Linked DNA regions of Gossypium arboreum: region 1 is linked to region 2. A link is a contact called in public Hi-C data. All regions are on one chromosome and are shown on one strand. The core of a region is the stretch at or near the end of the contact, and the rest is flanking DNA. Distances in the headings are between cores, read along the strand shown. Region 1 holds the start of LOC108460712 (4-hydroxy-tetrahydrodipicolinate synthase, chloroplastic-like). Region 2 holds the start of LOC108460684 (3-phosphoshikimate 1-carboxyvinyltransferase 2).

Region 1 (5,907 bases), core at 618-3,117, 230 kb after region 2:
ATCTCGAGCCAAATCAAAATAGCTATATATAGAAAGGACCAACACGTGATATGATTCAAGCCGGAATAAATATAGAAACAATCAGTACATGATTTACGTAGGGTAGTAGTTAAGTTTTGATCATTAATATAACAAGACATCCTACTTTGCCAACAGTATCGAGACTCCATCTTAGCTTATTAGGTCAAACAATGAAAAAGAAAAATTATGGGCCCAAATTAGATGGGCCTCCTTTTCTAATCCTAGTCATTGTGATTGTAAGTGAATGAGAATTGCGGGTACAAATATCCAAAACCCACGAATAAAAAGGTATAACTATGCTTTTGGTTCCTGCATTCTTAACACATTTGAAATTTAGTCCAATTATTTGACAGTGGACTTGACTCCCAAAAATGACAAAATTGAATTTTGTAATATTATAAAAAAAATTCACATTTTGCCGAATTTTATTCTTTAATTCTGGCCCCATAATTTTTTTTTGATTTCGCCCCTAAAGCAAGTCAGCCCATGACAAATTGCTTTTGGCCTCTTTTTAGCCTCGAACATATGTGACAAGTTGCAATGCTAACAAATTGGCCTTCGCACCGCAACAGCTACCTAGTCAAGGTCGAAGACAAAAATGGATAGCTTTAACTTAGCTTCCAAGATGTTATATTTATCTCCACCCTCTTCTCTTTACCATTACCATTTTCCTTAAACTCGATTTAAAAATTGGAAAGCGTTCAAAGTCTGATCTTTGATGGTCTCAAGCTCGATCAATTTAGATTTAGATTGAAAAATTCGAGTTATTGTTTGTAAATTCAAATTAATTTAAATTTTGATCCTTATTTAACATAACTTAATAATAGTGGTTATAGTCTCTTATTGAGCATCATAAAATTGAATTATTTATGAATCTATTACAACCTCTGGGTAGCCCAATTAGTAAGGCCTTGGTTGGGTTTAGGCCCATTTTTTATTTGGATCCTTCCAAATTACAGGGAGTTGTTAATAAATGCATGAGGCTCAACAAAGATTGTTCAAATTTTGGGCTTATAAATCTGAATTTTAGTCTTTCTGTTTTTTATATTTCAAAATTCAGGTTGAATTGTTAACATTTTTTTATTAAACCCGTTAATTTGACATTTTAGAATAAAAAATAATCATTTGATAGAAATTTAACTAAAAAACGATGTTGTAATGTTGAATTTAACAAAATAATTTTAACAATATTAACAATTAAACCTGGAATTTGAAATTAAAAGGGATTAAATTCTTATAAATAAAATTACAATCACTAAATTCTATATACACAAAGAATGCAAAGGTTTGTGGCATATTTTAACAATAAATGTATAAGGCTCATTCAAATTTTATGTGAGCGAGTTGACTGGTCTTTACTAGCTCAATGATAAGATCTAGACATTGAGAACATTGAAATATCATATTTGAATTTCAATATATGTAAGAATATGGGTTTTGACACGTATCTATTCTAATTAATTAGTTTGAGTTAGTCAATTTAGTGTTTGTAATGGTTAATTTTGATTGGAATTGAGAGAAAGTAAGGATTATTCATTGATCTAACTCAACATTGATGTACAATAAAATAATATCATCACATGTCCTCGAACAATGATTTAGATTATTCATTAATTTTAACTTAAATTATCAATATCATATCAATCAAGTTATTTCATCATTTTAATAGTTAAATTTGACATTAAATATTAACTTAAATTTGATGTTAAACATATTCAAAATACGCGAATCAATATCTACCATATTAAATCAATTGATATTAATATTATTATCATCTCGATTGAAATCATATTTTTATTAATACAGAAAAATATAAATTTGAGTATACTAATCTTAGGAGTAATTGGAATCAATTTTTTATTTTTGATTTTATCATCCCTACCCGTAGCTGCGCCCCACGAGTCAAAAAGATGGTGCGAAATTTGCATGTAGAAATTAGGCACAAAACTACAAAAAGCATACGAATCAGAGCCGCGGCCATTTCCAACCCTAAAACCCACATCAATTTCTAGCAGCCTCCATTACGTTTCCCCTTCAACCCCTTCACCTCATCACCGGAATCTGAAGTCATGGCTCAAAGCCATCGCCGTGGCGTAACCTCCGCCGTCTTCCTCCGATCGACCATCTTCACCACTGTTATCACCACCATTACCATTCATTGAATCAACCTCCCATTTATCTCATTTTCCACACATTTTCAATTTCTAAGCATAAAAATCCTTATCCAACTCAAATTCAAACGTTATCTAGACTTTGGGTTGCTGTTTTCATTTGGTTTAAAAATGGCTATTTTGAAGAGCTATGGAGCTTGCTTGAGAGAGTCTTCCTTCCAGTTTCCTCGCTCCCATCGCATCGATAACTACAAGAGGTATTTTAAAAAAAAAAACAAATTTAACACTCACTATTTAAGATAAGATATTTGTTCTTTTTCCTTTGTTTTTAATTGCAGTAATTGTTGAATTCATTAATTACTTTATAATCATGTATTATTCCTTGTTTCTTATTTGTAAAACAGTTCAATTTTGTACTTGTTTAAAAGATTATGGGTTTGTTTGATTTAGTGCTTGATGGGTGCTACTGATAATCAAAGGTTAATATCTTAGTTGAACTTTATATCTGCATAGTTTATTTGCTCCTATGTTAAATGTGGATCGATCCTGGGGAACAAAAATTAGAACTCAATTTGAGTTCGTTTAATGTAAAATAGGTTTTTTGAACTTATATGTATTGTTTTTTTGTTTATATAAATACATACTTCTAAATATATAATTTTATAATGAACTATAGGCTAGTAGTAATTATAGTTTTACTGAATTGGATCGCTAGTGTTCCTTGTTTCAAAATATACTTACCAATTCGAAAATCTCTAGGGAGATAATGATTTATGGTAACAGAGATTTGCTTATCATCCTGTTTGCTTGCTTTGTATCAGGAGAAATGTGAAATGGAGGTCGCCCCAAGCAGCAATAATACCCGATTTCCACCTCCCTATGCGTAGCTTCGAGGTTAAAAATAGGTAGCTAATAAAATTTTTCGTTATCTGAATGTGGTTTGATGTTTTGCTGGGAAGAATTTGTTGTTAATTTGCTTATAGTTTCTCTGCATCTCTACCTATGTTCGTTCTTGGAATGTTACTGTTGGCGGTGTTATTGTACCTGTTTATCATCTTTCTTATAGCTGGTCCAAGCGATATGTGCTTTGAATGTGCTGTTGACATTGTTCTGTTATTCAAACCTTTATTTATGGAGCCTTTCTGTGCATAAACTCAATTAGGATCTCTTCGTGCTTGTAATATTATCTTATGTTTGGTGTTGGTACTTGTGTAATGCACCATGCATGGTGAATGCATAAGATATATTAGTCCTTGATGATGATGATATGGTATGTGGGATAAAGTTGTGGTGACTGTTAATATTTTCGTGTCCTGATCTATGCTGCCCGGACTCTTCATTTTTCTTGAAATACCTGTTTTTAACAATTGGATATGGGGATATGACCTCAGGGGCAAAGCCAGGAAATTGCTCTTTTTTTTTTTTTTGGGGGGGGGGGGGTGGGGGGAGGAAGGCCACTGCTTGCCCCCCTCTCCCTCTGCCTTTGTCTGACCTCCAAGGATCCTCCAAATACGTAACTTAGAAAAATCCAACTGTACTTGTGTCATATATGTGCTCATAATCGTATCTGATACTCAGACCTGAGTCTGAGTAACGTAGGTCCTAATTGATGGAGAGATGGTTTATATGTAGCTTTAGATTTGTTGGAAATGAAGCTTTCTTTTGAAAGAATAATTGCTCTTGATGATTTGCCTAATGCTTTCCAGGACATCGGCCGAAGATATAAAGGCTCTTCGACTGATAACAGCCATCAAAACCCCATATCTACCTGATGGAAGGTTTGATCTCGAAGCATACGATGGTTTGGTGAATATGCAGATTGAAAACGGTGCCGAAGGGGTAATTGTTGGTGGCACAACCGGTGAAGGCCAGCTAATGAGCTGGGATGAACACATAATGCTTATCGGTCATACTGTCAACTGTTTTGGCGGATCCGTTAAAGTAATTGGTAACACGGGAAGTAACTCAACCAGGGAAGCGATTCACGCCACCGAACAAGGTTTTGCTGTTGGAATGCATGCCGCTCTTCACATCAATCCTTACTATGGCAAAACCTCTCTAGAGGGCTTGGTTTCTCACTTTAATAGTGTACTACCAATGGGCCCTACTATCATATACAACGTCCCGTCACGAACTGGCCAAGATATTCCTCCGCGTGTCGTCAATACTGTGGCGCAAAGTCCTAGCTTGGCTGGTATCAAAGAATGTGTTGGAAATGACCGAATTGAGCAATATACAGGTAACGGAATTGTAGTGTGGAGTGGGAACGATGATCAGTGTCATGATGCTAGGTGGAGCCATGGGGCTACTGGGGTAATTTCCGTTACTAGTAATCTGGTTCCCGGTTTGATGCACGAACTCATGTTCAATGGGAAAAACGCTTCACTTAATGCGAAGCTCTTACCTTTGATTCAATGGCTCTTTGAGGAACCTAACCCCATTGGTCTTAACACAGCCCTTGCACAACTCGGGGTTGTGAGGCCGGTTTTTAGGTTACCGTATGTACCTCTTCCGCTGGAAAAGAGGGTCATATTTGTTCAACTGGTCAATGAAATCGGGCGAGAGAATTTTGTTGGAGAAAAAGATGTTCAGGTACTTGATGACAACGATTTCATCTTGGTTGGTCGATATTAGTTTTTTTTTTTTTTTATGTCTATGTTCAGGACTCGATGCCGGTGTCTCGATTTTCGACTCTGTTTCGTTTATAGGACTACAGATAAAGTCTACCCGGTTGTTTATAAGAAAAAATATATATATATATGGTAAAGATCAAGGTTTGTTTTTGTTAAAAGTTGTCTTTTTGGATAATGTTTGTCTTTCTTGTAAGCCCAGATCAATGTGTTTCTCTGGCCTACGTATAAGTATCTTGTGATGTTAGGCCTGGTCCGTAAATAAACCGAGCTTGAATGAATGAGTTTTTGTTTATGCATCTTTGTTCAATTTTAGGTCTATTTTTGTTTGGTTCATGTTTGTTACTGAAAACTATTTTAGTAGTCATTTAATTATAAATTAGTTTTTTGGTTACTTAATTATGAAAATTACAAAATGGTCATTCAATGATCAGTATTTTTTTATTACTCAAATGTAAAAAGTTACAAAATGATCACTCAATTATTTAATTTTGTCTATTTTAGTCACCTAACTATTTTGAATTTTTAGATGTTTACATTTTTGTTGGCTAGTTGGTGACCAAAATAGAAAAAATTAAATTTGTAGTTGGTTGATAAAAAGAAATTAATTAATAGTTGGATGATCATTTTGTAAATTTTTATAGTTGAGTGACTAAAAATAAACAAAAACCATAATATTGTAGTTTACCCTTAAAATTATCAGCAAACATACTTATGAATATATAATTAAATATATTTATGGATGTTTATCATAAATAATGGACAATAAATAAATACATATTTTAATATTTTAGATATAATAAAATCAAATATAAATATAAATATAAAGAATAGATGAGTTTTAAACAAAATTTAAATGAACATTATTATGTGTGAATTTTTTTTGTATAAATGTAATATACATAAAAACAATTAATAAAAAGCCAAAATAATTAATAAAACAAAAGTGGATATCCATTATTGTTTGGGCTACAAATAATTGATTTGGCTAGGTTTCCTCTATACAATAATCGAATATATCCCCTTTTTATTATAAAATATTAAAATAAATGTTGGTTTGAAAAAAATTTATTTTATTAATAAAAATGGTTAAAATTTTAAAGATTTTCAATTTGGTACTCATAATTTTAATTAGAGACCCATAG
Region 2 (6,058 bases), core at 3,126-5,625:
ATTTTATACGATGAAATCATGAGGTATAATCCTAAGAACCCTTATTGGTTCAACCGTGATCGTTTCGTCTTGTCTGCTGGTCATGGTTGTATGTTGCAATATGCTCTGCTTCACCTTGCTGGTTATGATAGTGTTCAGGTAAAGCTTTTAAACTTTTTATCCATGTCCAATTTGGTGAAAAATTGGATTTGGGTTTATTTCTTTTCAGTCCTATTTAATGTTTTGCATGAACTGTGGTGCAATGTGTAATTAGTACATAAACTTTGATTTGGTGTACTTGAACTTGAATTGAATTGTGGTTCGTATATATACATAAATACATTCGTTTATTTTCATATTGATATAATTGTTTGTGTGTATAATATATCAACATAAAATGTTACTAATTCGATAATGTTGTTAGTGATTTGTGAAAATAAGATCAAATCACAATTTTATGTATAAAATTGCCCCATATCATAGTTCTTCTATGACATTACACATTATAGTTTTGATATTTATCTCTAAAAGAAATGAAAAAAAAGTTGATTATTGGATTAAAGAACTAAACTTTACAGTTATTGGATTATGTTACAGGAAGATGATTTGAAGAATTTTCGTCAATGGCAAAGCAGAACACCAGGACATCCTGAGAATTTTGAAACACCTGGAGTTGAAGTTACAACTGGTATGTGAGAGGTCAAATTATGTTTTGGTCCCTCTGCTATTAAGAAATTTGTGATTTAGTCCTTGGAATTTGGTTTTCTGCCTTCATAATATCATTTTGTTGGAAGTGGTGATTGTGTTTTTAAGAAGAATTCATATCATTATTTTGTATAATTAATGATATTATAAACATGGAGGGACAAAATAGTACATGATTAAAATATAGGGACTAAAACACAAATTGGAGCATAGCAAAGAGATCAAAACCATAATTCAATACTATGTCATCATACTGACATGGCATATATATATATATATATTGTTGGAAGTTTTCATTGTGTTTTAATAAAATTCATATGGTTAAAAGTTGTTTTAACTATTTAGATTAATTAATGATATTATAAACATAGAGGGACAAAATTATACCAGATTAAAATATAAGGACTAGAGACTAAATACTAAATTTGAGCATAGTAGAGGGACAAAACCATAATTTGATATTATGTTATACTTCTGCAAAAGTTATTATATATTTAGAATTTTGTCAAGAAACATGTCATTGGCATAGACTCGTACTATAAATAAAGCAAACATTTGTACTTATATGTGGTATATTTTATTTTACATACAGGTCCTCTTGGTCAAGGTATTGCAAATGCTGTCGGATTGGCTCTAGCCGAGAAGCACCTAGCTGCTAGGTTCAACAAGCCTGACAATGAGATTGTTGATCACTACACGTATGATTACTTCTCGAGTTTTTTCGGTTCCTTGTGTTATGATATATAATAAATTGATCTTTGTTTTTGTAGGTATGCTATTTTAGGTGATGGTTGTCAAATGGAGGGTGTTGCGAACGAAGCTTGTTCGCTTGCCGGACACTGGGGACTTGGAAAGCTTATAGCTTTCTACGATGATAATCACATTTCGATCGATGGTGACACTGAAATTGCCTTTACTGAGAATGTCGAGGAACGTTTTAAGGGGCTTGGGTGGCATGTTATTTGGGTCAAGAATGGGAATACTGGTTACGATGAGATTCGTGCTGCTATTAAGGAAGCAAAGGCTGTCAAAGACAAGCCCACTTTGATCAAGGTCAGATATTATCTAGATGCTTGTTGAGTTCATAGTTGGAATTAGGCTCGTAAAAACTGTCTTCCTCTTGTTCTTTGCAGGTGACAACCACTATTGGTTATGGATCTCCAAACAAGGCAAACTCGTACAGCGTTCACGGTAGTGCATTGGGTGCCAAGGAAGTGGATGCTACTAGGAAAAACCTTGTGTGGCCACACGAGCCATTCCATGTACCCGAAGATGTTAAAGGGTAAGGAGATTTGTAGAGGTTTCAATATATGCATTTGATTATGTTTTCTTGTTTGGTGTTCGAAACTTTCTTACCATATTTGCAGGCATTGGAGTCGCCTTGTCCAACAGGGAGCTGCCCTTGAAGCAGAATGGAATGCAAAGTTTGCTGAATACGAGAAGAAATACAAAGATGAAGCTGCAGAGCTCAAATTAATCATCACCGCTGAACTACCGGCCGGATGGGAGAAGGCACTTCCAGTGAGTACCCCTCTTATTGTCCCAAGTCCTGAGTCCCGACTAAATTTAGTCGAACACTTGAATTCTTAGACAAATCTTTCTTCGTATAAAAAATGAGCTTTTTTCTGTTTGCGAATTTCCAGACATATACTCCGGAGAGCCCCGCTGATGCTACCAGAAACCTCTCTCAACAAAATCTCAATGCTCTCGTAAAAGTACTCCCTGGTTTTTTTGGTGGAAGTGCAGACCTTGCTTCTTCCAACATGACCTTGCTCAAAATGTATGGTAATTTCCAGAAAGACACCCCTGAGGAACGTAATCTTAGGTTCGGTGTTAGAGAACACGGAATGGGAGCCATCTGCAATGGCATTGCACATCACAGCCCCGGACTTATTCCGTACTGTGCTACTTTCTTCGTTTTCACTGACTACATGAGAGCTGCTATTAGGATGTCTGCATTGAGTCAAGCGGGAGTTATTTACGTTATGACCCATGATTCCATTGGTCTCGGGGAAGACGGACCAACCCACCAACCAATCGAGCACTTAGCTAGCCTCCGTGCAATGCCTAATGTTTTCATGCTTCGTCCAGCTGATGGAAACGAAACTGCCGGTGCATACAAAGTTGCTATCCTCAACAGGAACACTCCCTCCATTATCGCACTCTCTCGACAAAAACTAACCCAACTACCCGGAACTTCCATCAAGGGGGTCGAAAAAGGTGGCTACATAATATCAGACAATTCTTCAGGAAACAACCCTGACATAATCCTGATCGGAACTGGCTCTGAGCTGGAAATTGCCGCTAAAGCTGCCGATGAACTAAGGAAGGCTGGAAAAGCTGTTCGGGTCGTCTCCCTTGTTTCTTGGGAACTCTTCGATAATCAATCAGACGCCTACAAAGAAAGTGTTTTACCATCTGGTGTATCAGCTAGGGTAAGTATTGAGGCGGGATCAACTTTTGGGTGGGAAAAGATTGTGGGATCGAAAGGGAAGGCAATCGGAATCGATCGGTTCGGGGCAAGTGCACCAGCTGGTAGATTATACAAAGAATTCGGTTTAACACCAGAGGCTGTTGTTGCAGCAGCAAAGGAACTTTGCTAGGCATTATTAGGTGCCTTTTGTGACTTTTTTTGTTTTTAATAATAAAAGGAATCATCCAAATTTCTTATGTTGCTTTGTGATTTTATATGTTTATGAATTTGTAATTCCTCTTTGAACTATTTTCCCATAGTTTTTGTATCACTTCTTGCTGCTTTAAATGCTTATACGTAAGAAAGAGTTGATAATCTTGCTTTTAAAAAAAGGGTTAATATTACTTTTAGGCGCTGAGTTTCACAATTAGTTCAAATTTGATATTTAGGAACTTGTCAACTAAGTTTTGACATTGTAGCACTCTAAGATTTTGTCATGACATCAAGTTTTTATATTTGTCAAGTTAAAATGGACTTAACTATCAAGTTCAAGAATCGAAGTTGATTAAAAATAATAGACACTAAAGTTGATTTAATTATCAAGTTCACCACTAACAATATCTTTTTCAAGGTTCAAATTTACATTAAATTAAGTAATTATATTGATTATGTGACTATAAAAGTATCAAGAAGGTCTTTATATTAAGATTCAGATTGCATTTTGCTCCATCTACATAAAAAATAGGTAAATTAGTCTTTGTACGTTAGATCAAAGAGCAAACTGGTCTTTCTATTAAAAAGTTCATCTAATTTTATTGTTAAAAATTAATCTTTGTACATTAAAATATAGTACACGTGATATGTCAAATGCAATTGTTTAATTATTTTGTTAGTTATATCAATTTTAATAATAGAATTTTTTATCAAAATTCAATTTATATGAAGGCCAATTTAATTATTTTTCGAGTTAAAAAGAAATAAAATAGAAAGTCTATTCTAATATAAAAGACAAGGTACTTTTAGCAGTAGCAGCATAATGAAGCAAGCTTCTGTTATTTGCACGCTTTAAAAATTAAACAACTCCTATATCTACCTACCTACCCAGCCACCCACCCACCCATCCATCCATCCATCCATCCATCCAAATCTCAATCTCTAAAAAATGTCGAAAAATTAAAATTAAAATAAATCATAATTTTATATTAAAATAATTGCAAATCTAAAATGAATCCAAAATAAAATTGGGTTTATATCAATAGTACCTGTAGTGTGGACCCATTAAGACAAGAATTAAAATTGAGGGGGTTTGGTAAAGCTAATTCCCACACCAACCCCATTTTCTCCTAGCCTTTAGATTTTGGTTGTTGGTGAAAAAAACCCTTCTTCCACTCAATTCAATCCAACAACCACCATCACCAAAAAAGCTTCCTTTTTTAATCCCAAAAACTCCATCAAATCTCAATTTAAAGAAATAAAGTTAAAAACTTTGTTTCTAAGAGAAAAGTGAGTGTTTGAGACAGAGATGGCAACGCAGGTTGGCAAAATCGACAATGGAACACAAAAAACATGTGTTCTTCCCAATGTTTCAAAAACCCAGAATCCCAAACATGTTCCTTTTGTTTCATTCAAATCAAATCTCAATGGAAAGACAAGTTCTTGGGGTTTGGTTGTGAAGAACAATGGGAAATTTGGGTCAATAAAGGCTCGGTCTTTGAAGGTTTCTGCTTCAACAGCAACAGCTGAGAAACCATCTAGAGCTTCAGAGATTGTGCTTCAACCAATTAATGAAATTTCGGGTACTGTTAAGTTACCTGGGTCTAAATCATTGTCTAATCGGATCCTGCTCTTAGCTGCTTTATCTGAGGTATGTTGATTTTCATTGGTTAAATTTTGGTATTTGTCCTTCTACTTTGCGAAAGTTATGGATTTAGTCCTTTAATTTCATTCGAATTTTTTAATTTTAATTTATATAATTTAAATCCTTTTGGTTATATTCAATTACTAGCACATGTTCTCTAAGGGAGGGGGCAAAATGAAAATTTCCCATATAGCTCCTTTTTTTAAGTTAGTGTAATGGTAAAATTTTACTTTGGTCCTCAAATTTTTTATTCATTTCTGGTTTCCTTAAAATAATTTTCTAGCATTGGATCATTATAGCTCCTTATGCTTTTGAAATTTGAAGTTTCCACATTGGTTAATACTTGAGTAACATGTAAAATAACAAATTGATATAGCATTACACGAATGATAATATGACGAATGATAATATGTTTGTCGCATTAGGTTTTGAAAATTACTTAATAAATTTAGCAGTTGACCGAAATTTTAAAATTTTAAAAAGTATTAATTCTAAAAATGACTAAATTAAAGTACATGGATTAAATTCACAACTTTGGTAATAGAGAGGGATTAAATTCAAAACTTGGTAATGCCATATCCTTATATGTTTTTAATGTTTTGTTTGATATGTAGGGAACTACTGTGGTTGAAAATCTGTTGAACAGTGATGATGTTCATCACATGCTTGTTGCTTTGGGTAAACTTGGTCTGTATGTGAAACATGATAGTGAAAAGAAACAAGCCATTGTTGAAGGTTGTGGTGGTCAGTTTCCAGTCGGAAAAGGTGAAGGTCAAGAAATAGAGCTTTTCCTCGGGAATGCTGGAACTGCAATGCGACCACTTACTGCCGCTATTGCAGCTGCCGGTGGCAATTCGAGGTCTGTCCCTATAAGAAAATCATGTTTTATAGTCAATGATTCCTTATAATTGACATTAGCTTTTCATAGGGTAAAAGTATCATGGAGGCCCCTGTACTAGGAGTTAGATTGCATATTATTCGGCAAATTAGTCTCTATATATTAGATCAAAGAGCAAATTGGTTCTTTTTGTTAAAATTTTTATCTGTTTTTACTGTTAAAACTGGCGTGGCAGGGACTAATATTCTAGAAGGCAAAATGGATG

The links. Hi-C and Micro-C count contacts between places; a contact is called where the count stands out from the background.
Region 1: a contact with region 2 is called in a Hi-C map of leaf, with 4 times the contacts expected there. The contact joins the promoter of LOC108460712 here to the promoter of LOC108460684 in region 2. A contact is called at or near these places in 2 of 5 Hi-C or Micro-C datasets (both in leaf).

Annotation. Positions count from the first base shown.
Region 1 is chr12:88,431,015-88,436,921 of ASM2569848v2, forward strand. It overlaps LOC108460712 (4-hydroxy-tetrahydrodipicolinate synthase, chloroplastic-like), which reads left to right and starts at 1,868. Exons shown (of 3, transcript XM_017760317.2): 1 at 1,868-2,389; 2 at 2,954-3,037; 3 at 3,839-5,061. The coding sequence starts at 2,304. The coding sequence ends at 4,766.
Region 2 is chr12:88,196,117-88,202,174 of ASM2569848v2, forward strand. LOC108460684 (3-phosphoshikimate 1-carboxyvinyltransferase 2) reads left to right here and starts at 4,376. Exons shown (of 8, transcript XM_017760272.2): 1 at 4,376-4,961; 2 at 5,570-5,814. The coding sequence starts at 4,620. LOC108460654 (transketolase, chloroplastic-like) reads left to right here. Exons shown (of 7, transcript XM_017760232.2): 1 at 1-138; 2 at 577-667; 3 at 1,277-1,382; 4 at 1,455-1,737; 5 at 1,818-1,966; 6 at 2,052-2,205; 7 at 2,328-3,354. The coding sequence ends at 3,287.